Regions from separate parts of the Arachis hypogaea genome. Here region 2 is linked to region 1. Evidence: chromatin contacts called from public Hi-C data. All regions are on one chromosome and are shown on one strand. Each heading gives the region's core, a stretch centred on a gene start, on an enhancer-like site or on the middle of the called end of the contact. The rest is flanking DNA. Distances are from core to core; before and after follow the strand shown. Region 1 overlaps LOC112714635 (protein GID8 homolog). Region 2 holds the start of LOC112714637 (protein STRUBBELIG-RECEPTOR FAMILY 3).

The links. A called contact is a pair of places that touch in the nucleus more often than the background predicts.
Region 2: a contact with region 1 is called in a Hi-C map of leaf, with 3 times the contacts expected there. The contact joins the promoter of LOC112714637 here to the enhancer-like site in region 1. A contact is called at or near these places in 2 of 8 Hi-C or Micro-C datasets (leaf and an unstated tissue).

The regions. Positions count from the first base shown.
Region 1 is chr10:2,907,731-2,914,632 of arahy.Tifrunner.gnm2.J5K5, reverse strand. LOC112714635 (protein GID8 homolog) reads right to left here. Exons shown (of 7, transcript XM_025766265.2): 5 at 6,419-6,550; 6 at 6,012-6,168; 7 at 4,397-4,714. The coding sequence ends at 4,593. Among protein-coding and RNA genes, the nearest start is that of LOC112714635, 5.0 kb to the right of the region's middle. Within about 2 kb of position 1,797, at least 1 of the 3 cell types and tissues checked has open chromatin away from gene starts, as enhancers often do.
Region 2 is chr10:2,962,343-2,969,517 of arahy.Tifrunner.gnm2.J5K5, reverse strand. LOC112714637 (protein STRUBBELIG-RECEPTOR FAMILY 3) reads right to left here and starts at 1,862. Exons shown (of 15, transcript XM_025766269.3): 1 at 1,209-1,862; 2 at 781-910; 3 at 534-602; 4 at 317-382; 5 at 116-187. The coding sequence starts at 1,311.

The DNA of each region.
Region 1 (6,902 bases), core at 548-3,047:
TATTTTTTAAGATTTGAAGGAGGTAAAAAAATAAATATCAATACCGAGTATAATACACTGTTTAGAAAGTAGAAACACATCAAAACAGTATAGCCTATCAAGAAAATGACCCTTTTTGCTATTTCCATGCTAAACTTTGGCTTAATAATATTGCATGCTTTAGCAATCTATCATCATCTTTATCTTCTTTTTCGCCTTTGAAGATTTGGTGCCCCATGATAGAGATTTTCTTTGATTAAATTTCACTATCAAACATGTGTTGCCTATTACAGCCCCAGCAGATCTTTGCTCACATGCTAATCCTTTCACATTTGTAATTGTGCATGGCAAATACTTTTTTTAATCTTCGAGTAACAAAAAATAGGTATTTAACTTTTTATCTTGAAAACAAATAAGTTATCGACTAATTAAAAATACAAAAACATTTATCATTTTCTAAAATACAAGACATTTAAGTCTTTTTGAAAAAGCGATTTGTCTTTATATATCTTGGACAGAAAAATTTAAATATCTTATATTTTCAATTAGTTAAGAATTTATGTTTTTTCGAGTAAAAAAATTATGAACCTATTTATTTTTTTCTTTTCATTTTTATTTTGCCTTTTGGCTGCTCCTAAAGAACGGCAATGTCCTTGAAAAGGTTTGGGCATTGTTTTTTAAGGTCTGAGATTTTTGGGCATTCATAAAAACTCTCTTTTTACATACATAAATCTAAATCTTGTACTTTGAAACTATATTCAAGCAATCCCACAGGGCCCATATATTGATTGTATCAATTGGATTTACATCATTTGTATAAATAATTGTATTATGATGGCATGTTGATATTCTAACTATATGTAGGTGCTGTCTGAAATTTAACAATTTTGACCAAAGAGGCAATGTGGAAAGCAACCACACCCACTTTGTGTTGCAAGTATCATGTGGAAGGAAACCCCTCTTTTGTCCAGTTTTTTGGGGACTTGCACCCAAAGAATTCATGATCATGACTAATTGCTTGTTCTGAATGCTGTAGAAGAATCATTCAAAAACATTAAGGGTGACAAAGACTTTTTAACAGAAACCACCTTGGCACTTACCTATATTTATATATTTGGCAAACAGAATTCTCCTAACAATAGGAATAGTAACATTTACATAGGAAGAAGAAAAAATATTGTCTTAACATGCCATAGATATATTTATTAACATATGAGAGAGTGTTATATTATACATTGGTTAAAAAAGAGTCTGAATAATAAGAAGAAAGGGGAGTTGGGTGGGTTTAGTTAATTAAGCACATGAAGAAGAAAATGGGGAAATGGAACCTAACATGTATAAAAAGGTCCAGCTATGAGTGATAGGGATGGGGAAGAAGGGTTATAGGGATAATATTGAGTGGACAGTTGGGAGTGTTTGGCTATTTTGTGATTGCAAGTAATTGGTCCTGCCATATTGATTCAATATGGTTATGATCACAGAAATCAGTACAAACTAACAAAAATGGGGTAACCAGTTCATTCCCTTCTTGGCCATACCCAAGTGGTAAAGTGGTAGCATGATTTATTACTTATTAGTTAGGTGTAAGTGAAAATCACAAATGTTGATTTTGGTAAGTACTCAAATGTTATAATTGGATAATGTAGACAAAACACTACCAAAATAGATTTAAGACTAGAGATTAGCATAGATAAATTAATGTAGCAGAAAAGTGGGGGTCCAATAAGAGGAAAGGAGTTTGCATAGGGTGCTAAGAGTGGCTCTGATGGGAAGAATGACAAGTCATCTAAAAAGGGGGGAGGCCCACATGTGGGGGGCAGCATAAGCTATGGTGTGGTATTGGATTGGAATGGGACAAGCTAATGCAAAGGGGGGAATTTAATCAAAGGGGGGCTATTGGTGTATAAAGCAAAAGTCAAGTGTGTCTTTACAGGAAGAGGACAAAAGGGGTTAAGAGAGAATCAGATGTGGGGGGTGCAGAATGCTATCAGAGCAACCCACATGGTTTCTGGTTTGGCTTTGTGTGGGAGACAAACCAGTTAGGATGCAAAAATATGCCAGCTTTGATTTGATTGATCAACCATGCTTCTTTTTTCATCCCCTCACTTCTTGTTAGATTTTTTACTCTTGCCATGTCTCTTTCTTAATTTCTTCTCTTGGTTCTTTCTTTCTGTAGTTTAGTAGATGCATATATATTCACTCAATCAATGCAAGCTGAATCAAGTTTTCTTTTCTTTTTTTTTTCTTTTTAAATTATTTTAGGGGCTAGCAATTTGTTTCTTTCCCCTGCATGTGCACAAGTATGGGGATAATATACAATTTTACACTATTTCATGTAAACTCAGTAAGCCAAGAAAAATTAAGGAATTACAATGTTAACTGTCATGGCATACAAATTAATATTTGAATGACTTTTTTTCTTTCTTATGATGTTGCCGCATGGGTAGCTATTATTACTCCTATATAGTACTGGACCCATGCTTTAAACTACTGCAGATTTTGGTGTAAATATGGTATAAACTCAATGTGCTTTTATTTTTTCATTTATGTTGTCAAGATTCAAAATTTATTAGATATAAACTAGTTTAACTCCTGGCAATACACAGTTACTTACTAATTTGTTATGTTAGAAAAAATCAGTTACTCCTTAAAATTTAAATATATAGCAGCATAACAATATAAGTCAATCAATTGGTGGAAGATTATTATCCTAACTTACTTAACTACAAGCTTATATAGTTAAATTTGTCTAAGTAAATAAATAGTTGAAATAGTTGAGATTATAAGCAAAAGAAGCAAGGAATTAATTTATGGATAAGAATATTGGATTAGCATTGAGCAATGAAAGATCTATCATAATGAAACGAAGTCCCCTAGAATCAAGCAATTTCACCGAAAAGGAAGTTGATGAGAGGAGGAGTTATATATAGTTAAGAGAAAATCGGAGGATGGATCTTTATTACTCAATTTCGTTATGTTACATAGCATTAATTAATTATTTAATATTTAATATGATATTGTTTCATTTTCATTTGACAACAACATTCTGAAATCTCTGATAGAGAAACGACCTTAGACTTTTTGGGGCTCTCTGCCCACTGCAAAACCCCACCACCTCCACCACCACCATCTCTCTCTCTCTAGGATGGAATTTTAGCATCCCAACGTGACACATAGTCACTACTATATAGATTGGATTAGATAGTACCTAACTGTGGAACATTGCACCCAACTCATCAGTCTGCGCACCTTCTTATTTAGAAGACCAAAAAGACTATTATCCTTCTCTTTCAGTGTTCATTCTTCTCCATCACCCATCACCCCCATCACATAAAGCTTCAACCTTTTTAAGCATTTCGACAAACCCATCTCACACGTCCATTGTTGAAAACACCATACCATGCTCCCACTCCCATATTCACTATAAAGTACACATACCCTTCTTCTTGCTCTTGTGTTACACCACATTGGGACAATAAAGCTTGAAGCTTTTCTCTTCTTTCTGTTGAAACATGGGGTTGCTTGCGAATTTGGACGATTGGGTGAATGGTTTTGGCAAGAAGAGGTGCAGGAGCTTGTTTTGGAGGATGCGTTCTGCGGTGAAGAAGGCTTTCAAGAACAACAATGGTGGAAAGAAGCAGATCAAGTTCCAATATGATCCTTCAAGTTATGCACTCAACTTTGACGACGGCACTTGCCACCACCTTATTAGAGATGCTGCAAAGATGTTCATGGCAGATGCAACAGTCCATGAGCTCCCAGATATCCACAACAACACAACCTGGGTTTATGTTATTTGGGTCAAAACCAAGTGACTCTGTTACGTTGCTGCTTCTTAATTCACAGGTTCTAAAAAGAACACGCTTCGTTTTTTGTTTCTTCATGTTGGGTAGTATTTTAATGTTTCTAGTTTCTTAGGATAACAAATGAAAAAGCATTGTAGGAATTTTCAAGGATCTTGTAATGTTCTGGACTTCTGGTCTCTTGTTTCACTGTACATCCTCCTCACACAGTTCACATTATTCTTCTTCACTTTGTGCGTTTGAGTTTGACCATTGAGTTAGAGAGAATAGATATAGCTAGAGCGAGAGTGTTCACATAGCAAGACAAAAGAGGAAAAACTAGGCTAGGTAAATTGTGATGCGCTGTCTGGTTCAGAAGCAAAGCAACGTTAAAATTATTACTTGGTGAAACTGGCACGCGTTTACTTCCTTTGGCTTATGCTGGAATATTACATATTGCATTAATGAGGCACACAGAAGGATGTGAAGATAGTAATGGACTAACGGTCCCCACTAATTGGAAATTATGATAGGCTGCATCATTTTTTAACCACCCTTTTTATTTTTGAAAGCTTAACCACCTTTCAACCTGATAGGAAAGAATCATTTTTTTTTACCCGTAATGCGCAACTGAATATCTGTCTAAACAATCGATTACCTCATGGAAAGAATTGATTTCTGTTTGACAATCTCTTTGTACAACGGGGTAAAACATTACCTAGGAGAAATGGACACCAATTATGACAGTACCTTTCTCTTTCAAGTACACCAATAATTTTTCAATGCAATGACCATAAAAGCTCCATGCGAAACCTAAAATGCGGCAAGTATTCAGACAGCAGGATCTTCTAATATAGCTTTGGATAGATCATTTATCCGAGGGTAAGCTGCTTTCTCATTCAGCTGGTTTTGGGCCCATATCAGCATCTTCAGCAAGCTTGGAAGTTTTGGATCTGATTCAATAAATCAAAGTTAAATGAATGATAGTACAGCAATCTAACTTAGGGGGTTTTCAACTGTTTAAATACCACAATCCCTCTTAAGGAACATAGGACCAATTGGCAAAAGTTCACAATTATATCAGTTACTTAGGGATATTTGATGCCAATCTTTCCAGATAAAGACCAGTAATGGTCCTCCCCCCATTCACTTCATCTGAAGTGAATTTAATCACACTTTAAGTTCAAAGTTGAATCCAGATTCCAAACACAACATTCCACGAAAGTAAGCCAAATCTTCTGTTCAGATCTAAAGCACATATAATATAAATGGATTGCCAACAGTTGACATCCCCTATAAAGGAAGCCAAAAGACTACAAAATGATTGAAACTAGTAGATGATAAACAATAAGTCCTCTCAGTATTCCACTGGAACTGAGATTTGTGAAATTAGGAATACATTAGGATATTTACCAACTAGAATTTTGAATCCATCTTTCATATTCAGTCATAAATAATCAGAACTCAGTCCATGCTTTCCAAAGGAGCATTGGTTTAATTGGGACAAATCCGGCAAAGCATCTATTATTATTGAAGTTGACAAATTTATAATGCAACAGTTGCTATTTGACAAAAATTGTATCCCGATCATGGACATCTTAGAAGATTATGCCGTTATAAGTGGTATATACACTACACGTAGGGAAGAGAAAAGTATATGTTCAAAACTGAGGCAGTAGCTCTAGTCCAGCCTAAGTCTACGTGTATTAGATTTTGTATTAACAAGAACAATGCAGAAACTATCAATGCCAATGAAAAGAAAAATCCTGGGGATAGAGGATTTCTTCAACCTCAAAATTCTATTCTCCAAAACGTCTGAATAATCTCCTACTTCCCCCACCCCAGTATAACTACCCCATAAAACAAACCCACTTTCTCTCTACTACTTAGGGTTTCCTGGGCATAGAGGATTTCTTCAACCTCAAAATTCCATTCTCCAAAAAGTATGAATAATCTCCTGCTTCCCCCAACTCAGTATAACCAACTTCCCCATAAAACAAACCCACTTTTTTTCTACTACTCAGTTCTAAAAACCCACCATCTTATTGTTTATTTATTTACCCATGGACCTGGTTGAGTGATTGTGGCCCAATTCCCTTTTCCCCTAAACATTTTAGTCAGGTTTGAGTCTCCAACATAAGGTATTATATAATCCTCAGATAATTTAATATTCCAAAACTATAATTTAAAGCAAGAAACAGATACCCAAGTTATATATGCCAATAAATAGATTTTGTAGCAAACACAGACCTTTTTCGTGACTTTGGCTTGTAAGTATGGCTGCATTCACCTCACTTGCTGTCTTTAGCCGCTGTGATATGTCAAGAAGCTCTCCAACAGGACAGTTAGAGACATCTTCAAAGGCAAGCAATGCAACTGTCCTCTCCAACTCTTCCAAAAAGCTTTGCTGAAGGGAATCGAAATTAAGAAAGTCTTAGTACCAAGTCTGTGTAACTAGTTACACAATTTTCCACTGTAACAATGCATTTCCATTTTTGGTATTTTTTTTCTTTTTCTTTTTTTCTAACTAGAGGCAATCTGAGTAAAAACATCAGTGTGAAGAACTAGCACATTACTGGAAGTGCCAGAAACACTTCACTAGCTAGTAGAGATTATATGTAAAATAAATATACAAAATATCATCAGATGGTATTTACGTTTTCCTCCCCCCTTGGTGCAAGCTCCTCCTGAGCAAATTCTAGAGCTTCTTCTACTTTCCCGTTTCGGATTAGTTCTATCAGCCGTTGCTGTTGAAGATGGAAAAATAATTGGGGATTTGTATCCAGTATCTGCAGTGAGCTCAAGTATCATAAAATGAATATTAATTATCAAGTACATATGAATGAATATGTGCTATCAGTACAAAATCACTCTGTCGGATTTAAAGAATGAGGTTCAGAAAAAGCAGAGAAGTAGAATTAGCAAGAAACAATACATAACTTGAACGGCAGGCTTCACACAATTTGAATACAAAAATGAGGATAATTGAGCAGGCAATATCAACTTGTAAACAAACCCAACTACAAGAGTTCCATGCCAAGTTCCATTTGAACAGTTTGCCCCCTTCCTCAGCCCCCTTTTCCCCAATAATGAAAGTACAACACATTTAGTTTACAAGACAAACACTATCATTTTATGTTC
Region 2 (7,175 bases), core at 613-3,112, 55 kb before region 1:
ATTGCTTACTGATATAAAGAAAGCAAATTCTCTTTCGAAATGAAGAAATACAGTATGGAGGGAAAAATTAACAAATGAATATGGCATCTCGGGATGAGATAACTCATGAACTCACAAGTGTGACAATTGAGTTAGTAATGATAAAGCATCTGGAATGCTTCCATTTAACTGGTTTCCTGAGAGAGACCTAAAATATCAGAACGAAAGAAAAACTGCTTTAAGTACATTTCTAGATATGCATATGGCAAAAAGATGACTAATTACTATGTCCATGAAGAAAAAGAAAACAAATTCAGATGTGAAAAAGACAACATACAAGCTTGTAAGAGTAGGGGGCAAAGTGAATGGAATGGGCCCTCCAATGTGGTTGTTGCTAAGATCACTGCACAAGAAAGAGAAAGCTTCATTTCTAGTTCAAACAATTACACAATTGGTGCTTAAGAGGTACTAAACTCTCTTGATTAATCAAACAGAACCACGTTTAACGTCTCACTCATCAGTAAACACAATATTGAAATTGAAACAACACTTACATTTCTAAGATGGATGGAAAATTCAAATTACTACCAAGCTCTCCACCCAAATTCAGGCCATCAAGTCTTCTGTCAACCCAAAATACAAGTTTTACTTAGTCTTATTGCACTTAATTAAGCTCTATCAATCAAACAACTAATGAAACATTGAAAATGATAACATTATCATTTCCAACCAATTATATAGAGCATGCAAACAATAAATCAATATTAACCAAAAATAGTTTAGAAAGAGAACTTCACATACATGGAAGTGATGTTGGAAAATACACAGCCAACACCTTGCCACATTTCAAAACATGGATCTCCTCCCACAGGCTTCCACCCTAGAAGAGGCGGTGAGCCAAGAGCAACATATAGACTACTGATTGCTGCAACTGTGACCATAGCACATATTGAGTTAAGAGTTTAGACAAATTCTGCACTTATATGATACATGTTACTTAATTAGGTGAGCTTCCCAATTAAATTTTTAACCATCATCTTTCAAATTGCAAACAAGTTATCATCAACTCTTTGATGATAATATAGTGCAATAAAGCAAAACAAATAACACTTGAAAGCTAAATGAGTTTTGTCGTCTTCCTTTTTTTTTTCAAAGGGAAACAACAGATTATTTCTGCTATTTTTTATTTCAAAAATAGAAATAAAACTATGGAAAGGGAAAGTATCTACCATCAACTACGTCAGTGTCACCAACTGCACAGAAAGTTCCAGCAAGAATCACCATCAGAGTAACAAAGAGTCGAACATGCAACACCAAATTCGTACATCCCATTTCCTCAAAGGGTAAAGTTTCCAAAACCGAGGCCTCCACTGCAACAATGAACTCCAAAGACACACACCAAGTTGAACTAACACCACTGACCAAGACAAAGGTAGAAACTTTGCGGAGAACCTGAGGTAGTTCTGAGAAAGGAAACAAACCCTTTTCAGTGAAGAGCTATACAAACCAAAAATGAGCTGCAGCCCAAAAAAAAAAGAAGCTTTTTTGTTGTTTAATGGTAGGTACTAGGCATGGTGAGTGGAAAGTGGAAATGGGAGCCTAAGGGTACTTAGAAACGAAGATAAGAAGAGTTGGAAAGCCCTAACATGGTCCAACCAAAGCATAAAGCACACTCACATATACATACAGAGAGAGAAAATTTGTGTGTCTGTTTGTGTGTGTGTGTATGAGAGTATGTCATGGCCTATGCTTTGCTCTCTCTTTTTTCACTTGTTCGAAAGCAAAGGAGCAGTGTATTGGAGAAAGAAAATTTGTATATTGAAATGGTGGATTTTGGGGTCCATCACCCGCCACATCAGAAGATTGTGACAGATTCACAGAATGATGGTATCTCTGCAACATATGTCATAAGTAGTAACTCTTCTCACGTTGTATGATTGTATTGTATGGTGTCAAATGTAATCTGTTTGTTTAGTTAGATTATTAGTTGTGACGAGGAACAAGGAACAAAATTCAATACAATGTTGCTACTTAAACCTACAAGGACCAGAGTTAATATTATTGCTTATCAAAATCAAAATTGAGAGGGTATGAAATTCACCTATAATTATCTTTATATAAAGATGATATTTAAAAATTATTAGATAATTTAATAAATTTAAATAAATTATTATCTAAAATTTTTAAATATTAACTTTATATAAAAATAATTATATCTAAATCTTCATTATTATTTAAATAGAATAACATGATTTTAATATTCAAATTAATTATCATTGGAAGACGATTTTGATTATTACGAATAATTAAATATGATGACATCCGAGGCCAAAAAATCTTGAAACAGAGCAAAATTTGATTAAATGCTTTAAAATGGGACAAATAAAAGAATAAAATATCTAGGGGATTAGCAACTTTATTAAATTTTAATTAGTATATAATTAGTAAAAAAATAAATAATCACACATCATTAAATAAAATTTCACACAATTAAAAATATTATTAATGACTATTTAATAAATATAAATCACAAAAATGACTGACTCCTTAACACTCCTTATAAAATAATTACAATAATACAAAAAGAGAAAAAAATCGTAGGAAAAAAAAGCTTTAAATATCTGCATTGTTGTGGTACGAATGGGACGTGGATGCCTATTTCCCATATAAAGTTTACATTCTCAAGAGAGAATGAAATAAATGAAGGTTGACAATATCCCTTCCATAAGCTTATAAATAGGAGGTGAACCTCCGTTAATGTGACATAACAAGAAATAATATTCTCCCTTCTTTAGACACACAGCAATAATAAAATAAAAACAAATGCAATTTTCTCTCTTTACTTTATACTCCTTTCTATCTTTATATATATATTTATGCAATTCTTTCTCTCTTTACTTTTTATACTCCTTTCTATTTATATATATATATATATCACATTACAACATATAATATTATTATATATATATATAAATCATTATTGAGCTAATTATTTTTAACGTTAGAGTCTTCTATTTATACATCTTTATTTTATATTTAATATATCTTTTATTTATTTTACAACACGTTATCAGCACGAGACTCTGATTAAATTTTTAAGAAGACTCAGGTAACAATTTTTCATTATGTCAAAACTCTCTCATCTTGAATTCAATACTCTTGATATATCTGGAAACAATTATTTATCATGGATATTAGATGTTGAAATCCATCTTGATTCAATGGATCTTGGAGATACCATTAAGGCTGAAAATAATGCATCCCAAAATGATAAAGCCAAAGCCATGATTTTTCTTCGTCGTCATCTTGACGAGGGATTGAAAAATGAATATCTCACATTAAAATATCCTGCAGATCTTTGGAAAGACTTTGAAGAAAGGTATAATCATCAGAAAACGGTGATACTTCCTCAAGCCCGATATGAATGGACGCACTTGCATTTACAAGATTTTAAATCTATAAATGAATATAATTCTACAATGTTTCGAATCACCTCACGAATGAAATTGTGTGGGAAAAAAATAACTAATCATGATATGTTGGAGAAAATTTTCTCAACCTTCCATGCCTCGAATGTGCTCCTGCAGCAGCAGCATCGAGAGAAAGGGTTTAAAAAATATTTTGAGTTAATTTCTTACTTTCTTGTTGCTGAACGCAACATTGAGTTGCTATTGAAAAATCATGAAGCGCGCCCAGCTGGCGCCGCCCCATTTCCTGAAGTAAATGTGGCAAATTACCCAGAAGAGGTAAATGGCAAGCTTTTAATAACAAGAAAAATTATGGAAGGAAAAAGAATTATATTCAAAAGAGATGATGTCACCAGAAGTGGGATAAAGAAAGAAATATCGGGCAGAATAAATCAACAGAGGATAAGTGTTTCCGGTGTGGTGGAAAGGGTCATTGGTCACGTACCTGTCGTACCCCAAGGCACCTAGTTGATCTTTACCAGGCATCTTTGAAAAAGGACGACAAGGGAAAAGAGTCAAATTTTGTTTCAAATGATGCTGAAAATTCCACCACTCATTATGATGTATCTGATTTCTTTGAGGATCCTGAAGGAAATATTGGTCATTTGATCAATGATGGAATAGTTTAATATGTGAGACTGTTAAGTATCCATATAAATAAATAATGTAAAGAACTTATTATTAAGTTTTATTTTCTATGTATTTAAGTTTCAAATATGATGTATATAAATAATGAAATATTAATGTTTATGAATTTTGAAATTATTAAATGTGTCATGTTTTAAAATAAAATTTTAGTATATGACATTATTTTATGTACAGTGTTTCTTAGAAAAATAATTCTGATCAAGTATTCAATTTAACTGTGCATACTACTCATTTTATTATTATTTGTCTTTTAAGAAAATGACAAGGATATGTAATGAAGATGTATGCCTTGCGGATAATGCAAGTTCGCACACTATTCTAAAAAATGATATATATTTTACCCATCTTGTGCCAAAAGAAGAATGTGTAATACTATTATTGGCTCAGGCAATGTGATAGAAGGCTCCGGAAGAGCTACAATTTTGTTTTCCGGAGGAACAAAATTCATAATAAATAATGCACTATTGTCTACGAAGTCTTGAAGAAACTTGTTGAGCTTTAAAGATATTCGCCGAAATGGATATCATATTGAGACTATGAATGAGGAAAAATCATGAGTATTTATGTATCACAACTCATAATTCAAATAAGAAAGTTATATTAGAAAAATTACCCTCACTTTCATCTGGGTTATATTATACCAAGATTAGTTCAATTGAATCACATGCCACTGTAAACCAGAAGTTTACTAGCCCAAATGAATTCATAACTTGGCACGACCGATTGGGTCATCCAGGAACAACCATGATGAGGAGAATTATTGAAAACTCTCATGGACATTCACTAAAGAACCAGAAGATTCTTAAAACTAGTGAATTTTGTTGTACTGCATGTTCTCAGGGAAAGTTAATTTTAAGGCCATCACCAGTAAAGATTGGATTTGAGTCCCCTGAATTCCTAGAAAGGATTCAAGGTGATATATGTGGACCTATTCATCCACCATGTGGATCTTTTAGATATTTTATGATCCTAATAGACGCATCTTCGAGATGGTCACATGTGTACTTATTATCTTCTCGCAACCTGGCATTTGCGAGATTACCGGCTCAAATTATTCGATTAAAAGCACAATTTCCAGAGAATCCAATCAAAGTAATTCGTCTTGATAATGCTGGTGAATTTACTTCCCAAGCTTTTGATGCTTATTGTATGGATAATGGTATAAGTGTTGAACATCCAATAGCTCATGTTTACACACAAAATGGGTTAGCAGAATCACTTATTAAACGCCTCCAATTAATTGCTAGACCCTTACTTATGAGAACAAATCTCCCAATATCGGTTTGGGGGCATGCTACTTTACATGCTACAGCACTTATTCGTTTGAGACCAACGAGTTACCATAAGTTCTCTCCTATGCAATTAGCTTTTGGCCAGCAGCCAAATGTCTCCCATTTAAGAATATTTGGGTGTGCGATATATGTTCCCATTGCACCGCCTAATCGCACCAAAATGGGACCCAAAAAAATTGGGGATATATGTTGGATATAATTCTCCCTCTATAGTAAGGTATCTTGAAATACAAATGGAAGATGTATTTAAAGCCCGGTTTGCGGATTGTCATTTTGATGAATCAAAATTTCCAACATTAGGGGGAGAGAATAAGCTTCCTGAAAAGGAACTTAACTGGAATGCATCATCGTTGATGCATTTAGATCCTCAATCAGGGCAATGTGAACTGGAAGTTCAAAAGATTATACATTTGCAAAGAATAGCAAATGAATTACCTGATGCATTTTCCGATACAAAGAGGATAACCAAATCTTATATACCAGAGGAAAATGCCCCAATTCCAATTGATGTCCAGTTGGACAAATAGCCACCGAAGCAAATACACGCCAGAAGCGTGGCAGGCCTGTCGGTTCCAAAGATAAAAATCCTCGAAAGAGAAAAGAGGTAAATACTATTCTTGTTGAAAAAGACATAGTAGAGACACCTGCAGTTGTCCAAAATTCTAATATAAACGCCAGAAGACGTTTAGGTACCTGAAAATTGTGAAAATGACGAGATCTCGATAAATTATGTCTTTACAGGAGAGAAATGGGACCGAAATAAGACAATTGTCAATGAAATATTTGCATATAACGTGGCATTAAATATCATGCATGAAAGTAAGGATCTTGAGCCAAGATCAGTCGAAGAATGTCGACAAAGGAATGATTGGCCAAAATGGAAAGAAGTCATGAAGGCTGAGTTAGAATCACTTGCTAAACATGAAGTCTTTGGACCTGTAATCCGTACACCAGAAGATGTAAAACCTGTTGGATATAGGTGGGTATTTGTGAGAAAACGAAATGAGAAAAATGAAGTTGTGCGCTACAAAGCCCGACTTGTGGCACAAGGTTTTTCACAAAGGCCCGGTATAGATTATGAAGAAACATATTCCCCTGTAGTGGATGCGATAACATTGCGTTATTTGGTCAGTTTATCTGCATATGCATTTAATGGATGTGGTAACAGCCTATTTATACGGCTCATTAGATCAGGATATCTAAACCACCCAATGAATATTCGCAAGGGTTATACTCAGTCAAATTACAAAGATCTTTATATGGTCTAAAGCAATCTGGACGAATGTGGTATAATCGTCTTACTGAGTATCTGGCCAAAAACGGATTCAAGAATGATGATATCTGCCCCTGTGTTTTCATAAAGAAAACTACATCTGGGTTCATTATAATTGTTGTGTACGTTGATGATTTAAATATCATTGGGACTCCTGAAGAGATTCCAACAATTATAAAAACTCTAAAAGAAGAGTTTGAGATGAAAGATCTTGGAAAGACTAAGTTTTGTCTCGGCCTGCAGATCGAGCATATAAAAAGTGAGGTCTTTATTCATCAAACAACATACACAGAAAAGATCTTGAAAAGATTTTATATGGATAAGTCACATCCATTAAGTACCCCAATGATCGTAAGATTTTTGGATGTGGAAAAGGATCAATTCCATCCTAAAGAAGAGAATGAAGATATCCTTGGTCCTGAAATACCATATCTTAGTGCCATTGGAGCGCTAATGTATCTTGCTAATAATACGCGACCTGACATATCATTTGCTGTGAATTTACTAGCAAGATAT